Linked DNA regions of Gossypium hirsutum: region 2 is linked to region 1. The links are chromatin contacts, called in public Hi-C maps. All regions are on one chromosome and are shown on one strand. Each heading gives the region's core, a stretch centred on a gene start, on an enhancer-like site or on the middle of the called end of the contact. The rest is flanking DNA. Distances are from core to core; before and after follow the strand shown.

Region 1 (6,599 bases), core at 1,262-3,761:
CCACCGAGCATACAAGACACATGCAAGATGCCAGCCTCTTGCAAGTGTTGTTCAATAACACGCGGTGCCCTCGCACTTAAATTGTGTATATACGTCTCAATAATCAGATATTCGGTCTGATTATATAATCATAAAAATTTATAAAATTAATAATGTTAACAACTTAATAATTATATTAATTAAAATATAAAAAATAATATTTTCTTACCATTAATAATTGGACGCCGAAAATGTGTGTCATCTAAAAGAATAAGAGGCATTGAAATTTCTAAAATTATAAAAATAAAATAAAATCAAAGAAATTACAAAATATAAAATTAAGACAAGAAGAATTTGAGAAAAATTAAATGAAAAATTAAGAATAAAATAGTTGAGAGAATAGATGAACATGATTAAGAGAATTGAGAGAAAATGATTTAAATGCAAAAGAAAGAAAATGAGTTGTATATATATAGCAAATAAATTAGTCGTTAGAAATTTTTTTTCGTAAAAGATTGGAAATTAACTATTAAAAATTTTTTATCATTACAAAAAGTTGCCATTACACGAAAACGGGTCTTGCTAAATACGTTTTCTATTTCTTTCTCCAAAATTAAATTATTTTCTTAAATTAAAAAAAACTAATTTACTAATTAAATTTTAAAAGTGATATTCTTTTACTAAATAACCTCTCAAACCACCACTAATTAAAATAGAGTATATTACACATTTAAGGATCTTCAGATCCACCATTTTTAAATTATTACAACACCAACAATATTAATAAGACGGCTTTCATTTTTTCTAATAATTGAATCATTATTATTCTAATTAAACATATAAAAACAAGATTTTTAAAGTTTCGTATTTAAAAAGGTATCACATAAAATTCACTACTTAATATTAATTTTTTTTATAAAAATCCTAGAAACACTTCAATTTTTTAAAGTTATCAGTCAATTTGACGTGACGTTGTGGGCAAAAACGTGTGTGGAAAGAAAATGAAAGGTCAAATTGGCCTATCAGTCCTCAAACTATGCATAAATTAATTTTAAATTTTTAATCTTGTCAAAATAGTAGTTGTTAAATTCATTAAATAAAGTTCTATCATTTTCGTCATTTATATTATCACATGTGTAATATTATGTCAACTTGCTATTTTCACATAATACACACAAATCAAACTAATTGATTTAACAGATATTATTTGTATCAGGATTGAAATTTCAAAATTCGAAAATGATAAGAACTAAGAATGGATCAAATATACAGCTTTATACAAACTACATGACTAATAGAGGAATTTAGAGAAATGGGTTTAACTTCTACCATTTGAAGTCAAGACTATAATTGACCTTTAAAAAATATAAATACTAAAATTAACCGAATTAAAATACATCAACTAAATTTATAACCAAAAGGAAAATGGGTTTATACCTTACTCGGAAAAGTCTTCTATACCTTACCAATTAAGAAAAGTTACATTAATTGATTTCTTTTACACAACTTAAATAAGCATCCATTCATACACAACTTATCAAAAGTTTAAAAGTTCAAAAACCTAAAAAGTCCTTTTAAGTAGAGTTATCATCCAATATTAAGTATAGAAGACGCTTGGATTCGAACTCATTTTCTTGAGTCTCGATAACTCTTAAAGTGGACTCCATTAATTCAATATCAAATCTCAAAGACACACACACCAAATCAAATCAAATTCTCAAGCAAACATCTCACTAAATCCATTTTCAAGATCAAGTTTCAATAATCCTTAAAATAGACTAAATTTATCCAAGATTTAGTCTAAACAACCTTTAGATCAAAACTCCACTAAAGAAAAATTTAAAAAAAAATTTCTTTTACTGATCCTAGAAATTGTAACTAATTTTCATAAATAAAATTTCTTTTATTTGCTTATTTTTTATATCTTATTTTTAACTTGAAATTTGTATATAATAGTATTAAAAACTAAATAAATAATACGCTTTCAAAATAAAAAAAAATACATATGAAAGGCTTAAATAAACATAAGTTCAGGGGCCTAGTTAGGGGATCGTAGGGGCCTTGGTCCTTAAAATGAGATTTTTTTTATTTAGGCTATTTAAAATTTTAAATTAGTAAAAATAAAATTACACTTTATCTCTTAAAAATGATAAAAATTATAAAATCTTTTAAAAATTATAAATATATGGACTATTAAAATAATAAAATTGTATTTTTACTATTATAAAATTTAGACCTTAAAAAAAGATTTTAACTTCATCCCTACTTAAGTTATTAGTTTATAAATATATGTAAAACTGATCCTGATTTTGGTTATTAAAGTGTTAAATAAGGCTAAATTTGTTGACCCAGTGATGTCGTAATCTTATCAAAGACATATTGAAATTATTAAGAGTTAGGTCATCCATAACTTTTACGAAAAATATAAATAAAGAAAATAAAAAAAGCTTTCATGTGCATTGTCTATTTCCATTCTTTCCCATCATCATATGGTCAAGGGAAGATGGAAATTATTAACTCTTTCGACCCCACCAATACAGTGATCATTACACAAAAACTAGAAAAAATCGACGTCTACATGAAGATTTTCAATGCACTGATCATGTTGATATATGTATGTTTACATGCATGAATGTCCATGCATGAGTATATTTCTTTCGGTACTGTCGACATTAAAGTGGACTTGTTTGATGATGTACATCACTACATGCAGATGCATGTCTTCAATCTTGCCCGTACATATTGATTATCTTAGTTTTCATGCATGAAGTATCAGATTTAAATTAATAAAATTTTAATAAATATATTTTAACAATATTATTATAAGTTCTGATCATATCTGTTTTTTTAACACAATAACTAGAATTACCCATAACCCCTCCCTAACGTATAAATAAGAGTATAATGCGCTTTAACGCATTCAAACAATAAGTATATATAATATTTTTTTTATAAGAAGTAAGAGTAGGGATTGTCTGCAGATCAAATCTAATATTCATGCTAATTAAAAAATTAAACACAAATTCTTTATCATTTTATTTATAAATCTTAATGGATTATGAATGATTTAACTTTGAATGAAACAAATTTTTATTTTTTAAAAAGTAAATACGAAGTAAGATAAATGATTTTTTTAGACAATAAGTATTGAAAAGTTATAATAATTGCCTACCCATCCCGTTTTATAAAAGCAACACTTAACTTTCTATATAAAACTATTAAAATAGTAAATTATAGAAAAATCATGGATTCCTTTTTCCCTTTCACTCCTTAACCGAATTGAATATATTAAAAATAATTAGAAAAAAACAAATAAATGAATCTAACATTCATAAAAATAATAATGTTGAATCACCCACAATAAAACAAGACATACCAACTATAAAAATAGCAATAAATTTGACAAAATCCGTCCCGCTATGCTTCATCCACGTTTCTAGTCATGGAATTTGGACTTGGACAAAACAAGAACTTCCCAACTTAGGCCAGGCCCGTCGATTTAGGCCAGCCTAGCTACAACAACGATGTGAAAAGACATGAATGATAAGGCGGCAACTTTATAATAAATCGGAGATTTGGGATCTGTATGCAGATGCAGGACTCAAAGTACCATCTTCACTGACATTAAAAACATTGCCTTTATTACAAAACATAATAATAATGTAGGGCAGGTTTAATACCTAGAGGGGGCCAACACTTGTCTTGAACGTATTTAGTAGCAAGCGGAAAATCAAACCCTCCCCCACCCTCCCCTCTCCCCTCAAACCTCTAGGTAGCTCTTAACTAAGCCCTTGACAACCATTTATGTTTATTTATTCAACTTTTTAATTTTTTAGAATTACGATAAAATTTAAATAATATATAAATGTTGAAGATTTTTTTAAAATTATAATTAAATTGATATAATATATAATATTTGAGGGCTTAATTTATTATACAAATTTTTGAATTGTCATCTCACCTTTTTGTTAAACATTTAACGATACTTAAACGGAAATAAACAAAAAAACAAATTTGATTAATTAAGTGATCATTTTAAAATTTGGGTGATGAAAAAAAGGTTAAGATATACAAGGGTACTTGAATTTGACAACTTATATATAATTGGTACCTAAACTTTTTTTTGGACCTACTTGACACAGTGTTGACTAATAATAGCATGGTGAAATATGGTAGTTTTACATTTTGACTTGTGAAAAATTATTTTAATAATTTTTTTTATTTTTTTGCCATGTGTCAAAAAATATAAGGCTATTATATTTCATTATGCTATCGGTCGTCAGCACTATGTCAGCGTATTTTAATGGTATTAGTCATGTATCTAAAGAAAAGTACCAAGTTGAATTATTTCAAATTTAGGTACCAATTAAGTCAAACAAATAAATAAATAAATACAAATTACCAAATTTAGATATCTCCATATATATATATTTAAAAACCTTAAGTAGGAACTACTGTACGCACAAATTTTGAGTCAAAAGTTGACTTGAAAATTCAGAGTCAAATTTTACTTATAACTTTGTGTTTGCTCAATTGATCAAACCAAAATCACCAAGAGGGGGGTGAATTAACTTTTAAAAATTTAGGAAAGCTAGAAAGAAAAGATAAAATAAAGAACACAACAATTTAGTGTGGTTCAACCCCAATTGCCTACTCCACTACCTTAACTTTCCACAACTAAGGATTCTCCCAAATTCACTAATTTGTACAACCTTTGAGGATAAGGTTTAACCTTACAACTCTCTTAAAATTTCTACCAAAATATTAAGATATAAACTGTTTCAAAGAATTACAAAGAAGCAAACAAAGAAATAATCCTTACAATATCATAATGTTTGCCAAGTTAATTTCTATAAGTAAGAAAAGACTAAATCATAAAAGTCGCAGAAGTTAATTTCTCTAAGTTAAATTATATTATATAGTTATAAAACCATGAATTAAGGGATTAAAATGGTAAATCTACCAAATTGAAGTATAGTGGAAAGTTAGGTGATAGGTTTTGTGTGAAATTTGATTAAATAACCAAGGTTAAAATGGTAATATAATAAATAAACCAAAAGCAAAAGATAAAAAAACATGCCGTCATCTTTATTTTTGATCACCACCGATTGTAAGAGGAGAAAAACACCATTGTTGAGTTCTTAAGTTTTGACCAAGCTCTAATTGGGTGCATGTAAGTGTTTTTCAACCTGTTTTTCATGATTTTTATGTTTTTGACATCGTTGTAGCTTAATCTAGCTAACCCGGAGACTGATTCGTAAAATTGTTCAATGTTTAGAATTATGCCATGGATGAATTTGTGATGTTTTTGAAGTTTGTTTTTATATCATTAAGCTTGATAGTTAAATAGGACTATTTTGTAAAGTGACTTTGGTTAGTTTTAAGTTAAAGGACTAAATTGATAAAATATTAAATTGGGCATGAAATTCTTGTGAAATTTTAATAAATATGGGTTGCAATGGTATAAGGGAACATTTGGCTAGCATGAAGTTGGTGTAATTGTGATAGATTTGAAAGTTTTAGGTTTAGGGGCTAAATTGAATAAAAGGTAAAAGTCTAAGGTAAATGTGCAAAATAAAGATTAAGGGTCAAATATGTGAATTTAAATGTTTTATGTTATTAAATTGATTAATTGAATAAAATTATTATATTTAGATCAAGAAACAGATCAATTGGTTAATAATCGCGCGAAAGGAAAAGTTGTCAAGTCGTTGAGTGTTGATAGCTATCGAATTTTGGTAATTTCGTAATACGTTTATTATTTTTATTAATATTTTAATTAATTATGTGTTTGGTTATATGAATTTGAATGATGCTATGATCTATTGAATGGTAATGAAATGGAAAGATTATGGTTTGAAAGGTAAAGTTGGAGCATGGAATGATCTCGATAAAACAGGATAAGCCTGAGTGAACTTAGTGAATAGCTAGGATACAAATGGATGTCATTAAGACGTATCAAACACTAATTGTCAGTGATTATAGTGTTAGGTACTTTGTACCAGTGTTACAGTATCAGGCTTTCTGTGTCGGTGTTATATTTATCAAGTACTATGTAATGGTGATGGATACCATACCGATGGCTTGAGATCCTGCATGTGTTCTGGATTCTTCGAAGCTTGTGTGAGCAGCAACATGTATCAGTTAATGTCCTTTTGTTAGCTTGTGTGAGCATTACCCTCTCGTGTATCTGAAGCCAATTTACTATTGTTCTTCGGGCAAAATAGTTAACTATTGAAATAGAAATGGAATGATATGATATAAAGGATTATATTTGTTTGATTATATGTTGGTATGCGATTCTTAACATGATATGAATTGTTCACGTTTAGTCACTTCACATAGTTGGAATGATGAAACAAGACAAATGAATGTTTATTCTATGTTATGTATGATTTATAAATTAAATTGACAGGTATGTAATGTTTTATTTTATGAACTTACTAAACTTTATATAAGCTTACTCTATTTGGTTTTTCTTTTTTTGTAGATTGTCAGACTTTTACCGTCGATTGGAAAATCGTTGGAGATCACACTATCCAATAATTTTTTCGGTAGTTATTTGTTTATTTTGGCCCGATTATAAGTGGCATGTAAATAGGGTTTCGGTATGCTTATGT
Region 2 (6,599 bases), core at 1,076-3,575, 70 kb after region 1:
TAAAATTTTACATTTTATTCAATGTAGTCTCTAAAACTGAAATAGACATAACTTTCAATTTTAAGTCTTGGTTTAAAAACCGATCTCAATTAAATTCATTATAGACTCTCTACTATCTATTATTATCAGAATTTCACATCAATATTATATTTTATTCACTTTAGTCCTTATGAACAAAACTAACAATCAAACATTACAATTTAGTCCTTTTTCATAATCTAAACTTAAAAATCTATCAATTTAACACAAATTTATTCAAGAAATCAACAATGACAAATTTCAAAAACTTTAACAGTTTTACAAATTGGTATATGGGCTAGCTAAATCTAGCTCCCATGACCTCAAAAACATAAAAATTATAAGAAAATGACTTAATTATAATACCTAATTAGTGGTCGAAACTTTGAAACTTCAAAGAGGGTTTTCTCCTTACTTGAGACGGCAAGAGGAAGGTGATGAAGATGGTGTTTAATTTTTCCACTAACTTTAATATATATAGTATAATTAAACTTAATTAACTTAATTAGTTACTAATCTCACTTAGTGCATAAATCCATCATCTCCCACTATCACTTATTATATAATGGTTTATTTATTATTTTGGATCTTTGGTTAATTGCAATCTAAGTCCCTTAGTCTTTGATCAATTAAAAACTTATAGCGATAAAACTTTTACAATTTAGTCCTTGTATCTTAATTAAATAATTAATAGACAAAATTGAAAGACCAAACTTAAATAAACTTTTACACCAACTCTGAAAATGGCATGGCACTTGCGATTTCAAGTTTGGAAAACAAGCTTTTCCATCCCAAAGACTGATACACTTCAAGATTATATGCATCGATCTTCGTTGATGGCGTCTTCTTTTTGCGCAACATTGATTAGACGGTGGACACTATAAGCTCAAGCTTGAGTTTCCAAATATATGAGTATTTAGTTGTGACATTGATCAATCGATTTTGTTTGCCATTGTAAGAACTTAGCCCCGTCGAAAATGCGGATAAAAGTGCTTAGAGATGGTTGAGAAATGGAGATTTAACTGTAGCATATCCTATAAACAATTAGCTGAAGCCTTTAAATGTTCAAGTACTTGCCCCTTTTTGTTCTCGATCATTGGAGGTCTCATGGGATTGACCATGGCCGCCCTATTGTCGACAACAAAACACCTACTTCTGCCCATTTGCGATGAAAGCCTACCAGTTCTTCTCCCTCTACTTACAAATCTAACCATTTTCCTACTAAAATCGCAAAGACAACAAATGAAAGAAAATTTTGAACTACAACAATTGAACAAGGAACTCAAGCAGTAATAAAAAAAAACTTTGAAACGACAATGTAGTTCTAGAAAAAGCTGGGAACCGATTTATAAATTTCTCAATACTCTTCATAAATGCACTGTTTTAGGATTCGAGGCCATGACCAATAACATTTGGCCACTTATGCCACATGCTTAGAACTTTAGCCAAGTAAACGTGCGGTCTTAGACTCAGTTTTCCTCCAACAAGCCTGAGTCAACCTTCGACCCTCGCTCGGTAGAGGCTTTAGCAGCAAAGGAGCTTTGCTGTTTTTAAGGATGACACTTTCTTGTTCGGGGAACACTATCTCCCAATGCTTCTCGTTGGCTAGACATATAGTTGAGATGCATGTGAAGAAACGAATCCAAAGAAGCCAAATCGTTAAACATTTTGGATGGATCTCTCTAGTCAACAGGTAAAATCGAACACAGATGTTGCGGTAAAGATTCATAGCAATAGAGCCACAGTTGACAGCACTTTTGAATACAAAAGACATTAATCTAAAAAGAAATGAACAATTCCCATCTTATTACCAACAAAAGCTATGATAGCCCACCCACTTCATTGCACGAGATATAGTTAAACCTCTTGTAGTTTAATCCAAAATCCAACAAGATTTCCATATGTAATAATAATAGTCAAAGAACTTTGGAAATTGAAAAAGCTTCAACAATAATCATGGTTATGCAGGGCTAGGTATTACATAATACAATACAAACGCAAACTAGCTCTTCTCCTTCTCCTCCTCAATGATTAATCTTGGTAAGCATTGGATATTTTATGTATATAAAAAATACAACACAAACGCACTCAATCTCGTTCCCTTCATAGAATTTGATCAAGCAAGCATAAGAAAGAATTGGGTCATAGATAATTTTTCTAATATTAAACAGAGAACCTGAGAAGGCCCAATTTTATCTAGCATCCAAGCTCCAATTTCAGCTTAACCCATTCATGAAATCCGAAACGCTGCAAAGCGACGAGAAGATTTTTATTCACCTATAATTTTTTTCAGAAAGGGCATTTCAGTATTTTTATAATTGCGTAAACAGAAATAAAAGCTCGAAAAAAGACGAAAATCTGCCGCGGTGGATTTTAACCGTAAAGGGTGCACAATAGCAATCCCATGTGATCTTTACTCATATCATACGCACCATGCGAACTGCGCACTTTCCCTTTTAACCTCCCCCGCCTTAGCATTTCTTGAAGCTAGAGACTTCGTAAAGCTTAACAGATCAGAGAGAGAACTGTTACCGAGTGAGTGACTCAGTGAGTTAGGGGTGACAAGATGGCTACAAGTGAGGCATCCGTGACTCGGATAATGGTGGCAGTGAACGAGTCAACGATCAAAGGTTACCCTCACGCTTCGATAAGTAGTAAGGGAGCTTTCGAGTGGACTCTTCAGAAGATCGTTATGTCCATCACTTCTGGTTTCAAGCTTCTCTTCCTCCATGTTCAAGTTCCCGATGAAGATGGTTTGTTTCCCTTTCAGCTCTTTTTCTTTTCTTTTCTTTTCTTTTTCCGGTTTTCTTTATGTAATGAAGTTTACGTGATGCGTTTTCTATACGCACGTGGTTGCCGTTCGCTAGGGTTTGCGGAGTGTATGATATGAGTGTGCAATTCTTGATTCGTGGCTTGAATTTCTCGAAATTACGTCGATTTGCTGGTTTATATGGTTAAGAGATTTAATTTGATGGATCATTCATTGAATCTTTTAGTTGTACTGTTTGGTTGCTATGACAATTATCTGTGTGGCTACTAATAATTGAAAGTCAAAAGGTGTTTATCGAATAATAATAATGTTAAAAGCTTACCTTTGAAAAATCATTTTCTTTTTGAAAGTACTAATCAGGCTACACCGTCAAAGTTGGATGGATAAAATAGAAATGACTCTGTTTAGAGATTGAATTTTACCCTAGCCTTTTAGATTACAATGTTCATGCACAGCAATGACATGTATAAGCTTCAAATTTAACCTTTGAGTCTGAAACATAAATTCCTATGGCAAAACTGGTTTCAACTTTCAAGTGGCAAATCATGACTGCTTCATGTTCAGCTTCGACTGTTGTAAAATCAGCCAATGCCACTAAATTTCAATTTGTTTTTCTGTAAGGTTTCGATGACATGGACAGCATATATGCCTCTCCTGAAGATTTCAAGAGCCTGAAGAGCAGGGACAGGGCTAGAGGGCTTCGTCTGCTTGAATTCTTTGTTACAAGGTGCCATGAAATTGGGGTAATGTTCATTCTTCAATAAATTATTGTTTTCAAACAAATATCTCACTTTACTCAAGGGTCGATGAGATTGGGATGGTGTTCATTCTTCAATAAATTATTGTTTTCAATGGAAAACTGCATTTTATTTGTAGTTTTTCCCTCCCCGATGATAGATTTCTCTGATTGTAGGTTGCTTGTGAAGCATGGATCAAGAAAGGTGATCCAAAGGAAGTTATCTGCCATGAAGTGAAGAGGATCCAGCCAGATCTTCTTGTTCTTGGTAGCAGAGGACTTGGTCCTTTCCAACGGTATGCTTAGTACCTGATGCCGCCTATTTTTTATTTTTGTTGATGACCTTAACTTGTGTATTTGCTTCTCCAGGGTTTTTGTCGGAACGGTGAGCGAGTTTTGCGTGAAGCATGCTGAGTGCCCTGTCGTAACAATCAAGCGTAGATTGGATGAAACTCCTCAAGACCCCGTTGATGACTAAATTTGTTTCACAGACCCCTTGATTCATTGCTCTTGGTTCTGTTAATAGACTTGAAACTCTACAACTATACCAATTCCATATATCAGTGGGGATAAGAAATGAATTGCTTTTGTTTTGGTGGAAAAAATACTATGTTGTGGATTGCATCTGTTGTTTGCAAAGAAGACTGCTATTATTAGTCTGTGTTTGCTTTAATTACTTCCAAAACCCTTTCTCGTGTTCTTTTTTCTTTATTTACTAGATTTTACTAAGATTCAAATTTTAGGGTTAAACAAGAAAAATTAAAAATTGACTAAAATTGAGGTGTGATTAAATGGATTATGAAATGCAAATTAAAAATCGTACGTGGATTAAGTATGTTTCTAGAGAAAATAATTTAGTAGCAGATTACTATAGAGGTCAAGGTTGCAGGCTTTAGACGATGTCTCAAATGAAGTTTTAGAGTTTCTACAATAAGATAAAACTAATAGTGTTTTTGCTCAATTTAATTTGATATAATTGCTATCCCTTGAGTTGAATTGTTTTTATTTAATTTATAGTTTTATGTTGCACAAATAAATATTTTAGCTAAGAGTTGCCTAAAACAGTGACTAGTGTCACGGGGCTAGAGTTTTCTCTTGCAATCCGTGTGGCCTTAGGCGATCCGTTCGTCCAAACTCGCCTAAGTGAGCCTGAACTCAAGTGAGGATTCCTTAAGAATTCCTCCAAGGCACCAAATTGAAGAGCGGAAGCGATTTATGTCAAAAGAAGTTAAACTAAAGAACAACAGAAAGAGCGCTCGCAAAGTGTTTCAGTAAATGCTCTCAATTCTCTTATTCACCAAGAATAATGAAACAACGAATGGAGTGAGTACAACTAAGGGGGAGGCTCTCTATTAATAGTTGAGCTCTCCCAAAACCGACGGTCAAGATACATTTACATCGATGGACGAGATTAGCCATATCCTTTTATTTTAGGGATTTACAAGATATGTCATATCAAATCTAATCTTTACAAGATATGATTCCCTCTATCTTCTAAGATTAGTTACCATATCAGCCTAAGTTGCCATGTTTTCATTATCGGGCCAACTAGGTTTCAATCTGACAGGCTTCTCTAATTGCTCTTTGAATCGGGCCAGTTCTTGTGAGCCAAATGATCCCCATCTGAGCAATAGACCTCCATTGGATGCATTTGGTGCGATGGTCACGAGTTTTGAACTGTGGCCCGTGACATTCTCCCCCACCCATTCTCGCAACGTCCTCGTTGTGACTTCTGAATAGCACTAACTTGATTCGCCTCGGTCTCGTCTCGATGCCTTAACCTTTCCCTTCTTTTAGGAATTTTGCCTCGGCTTACGTCGCTTCTTAACTCGAACCATCTTACTCGTTTGTACATCTCGATGACAAGAAGTTATGTCACTCTCTTGTCCACATTCTAACTTTACTCGAACAGAATCCTCGTGATTCACCACACTTAGCTTTGCTTTGCCCACAGTCTCTCGGCCTCTTTGCTCAAGAACTTCGAAAGGGCCCCTACGTTCTTGCCAAGTCAACAAGTTAGAATGCAAAACACTACATAGTGTTCGGAATGTACCTTTGCATTTACTCTGGTCAACTGCCCCACATGCATCACTTCTTTTTCCTTGAAGTCCGATGCACCACCCACCTCTCCCATAGGTGGAAGCCTTGTCGATGGCTCAGCCAACTCCGATGCTTCACTCAACTTAAGCCTCATTGGTCCCAACTTCACTATTTTCATCGCAACTTTTTCCTCTAAGTCCGATGACAAACTCACCTCTTCCTGGGGTGGAAGCCCCTCCGATGACTCACCAAGCTCAGACGTTGCCTTTCTTTTGACTCCAGCTTGTTTTGGACAGTTCCGCAACTCATGCGGACCACGGCACAAGAAGCACTTTACTCGTTTCTTTTTGCTCCTCTTTGCCCTCTTGGCTTCGGCTTTTCCCTTGCTCGAACTAAGCTTCATGGGCTCCTTGTCTGCTCCCTCATTCCCCTCAATGTTAAACTTTCTCGGACACTTCTGTAACCTATGCAGACCATGACACAAGAAGCACTCCACTGGCTTCTTCTCGCTTTCGGCCTCCTTGGCTTTGACACCCCTTGTGCTCGAACCAAGTACCAAGGCCTTATCCACCGGCTTCTCTTTAAGCGCGGATTTCCTCAGACATTTCTTCAACATGTGTGGACCGTCGCAGAGAAAGCATTTCAACTTGTCCCTTTTCCTCTTGGGTTTCTTCTTCCCAACTCGTGGTTTCCTATTACCACCATTATTGTCGTTGCCATTACCATCAACAATATCTTCCTTGTGATCCATTTCACATACGCCCGTTTCCTTGGACTTGGAAGACCCAAGCTTGTCTTTCCCTAAACCAAGCTTGACCACGGACTCAACTACCGTCATGGCTTCCGATAGCTTTTGGGCACCTCTTTGTTCCACCTCATGCCTGACCCACGGCTTCAATCCATTCTGAAAAGCAAGCAATGCTTCTCTTTCGGTCACCTTTGAAACTTAGAACATGAGTTCCTTGAACTCTCGAACATACTCCCCCGCTGTGCCCCGTTGCAATATACCTTGCAACTTTGCCCGAGCTTCTTCCT

What was found. Hi-C and Micro-C count contacts between places; a contact is called where the count stands out from the background.
Region 2: a Hi-C map of leaf shows a contact between it and region 1, with 2.7 times the contacts expected there. The contact joins the promoter of LOC107925968 here to the enhancer-like site in region 1. A contact is called at or near these places in 6 of 34 Hi-C or Micro-C datasets (callus and leaf).

Annotation. Positions count from the first base shown.
Region 1 is chrD04:9,885,915-9,892,513 of Gossypium_hirsutum_v2.1, forward strand. No RefSeq gene overlaps it. Among protein-coding and RNA genes, the nearest start is that of LOC107926062, 16 kb to the left of the region's middle. Within about 2 kb of position 2,512, at least 4 of the 9 cell types and tissues checked have an H3K27ac peak or open chromatin away from gene starts, as enhancers often do. A contact at or near this core is called in leaf, where this site is marked.
Region 2 is chrD04:9,956,445-9,963,043 of Gossypium_hirsutum_v2.1, forward strand. It overlaps LOC107925968 (universal stress protein A-like protein), which reads left to right and starts at 2,326. Exons shown (of 4, transcript XM_016856739.2): 1 at 2,326-2,771; 2 at 3,410-3,531; 3 at 3,702-3,820; 4 at 3,894-4,183. The coding sequence starts at 2,585. The coding sequence ends at 4,002.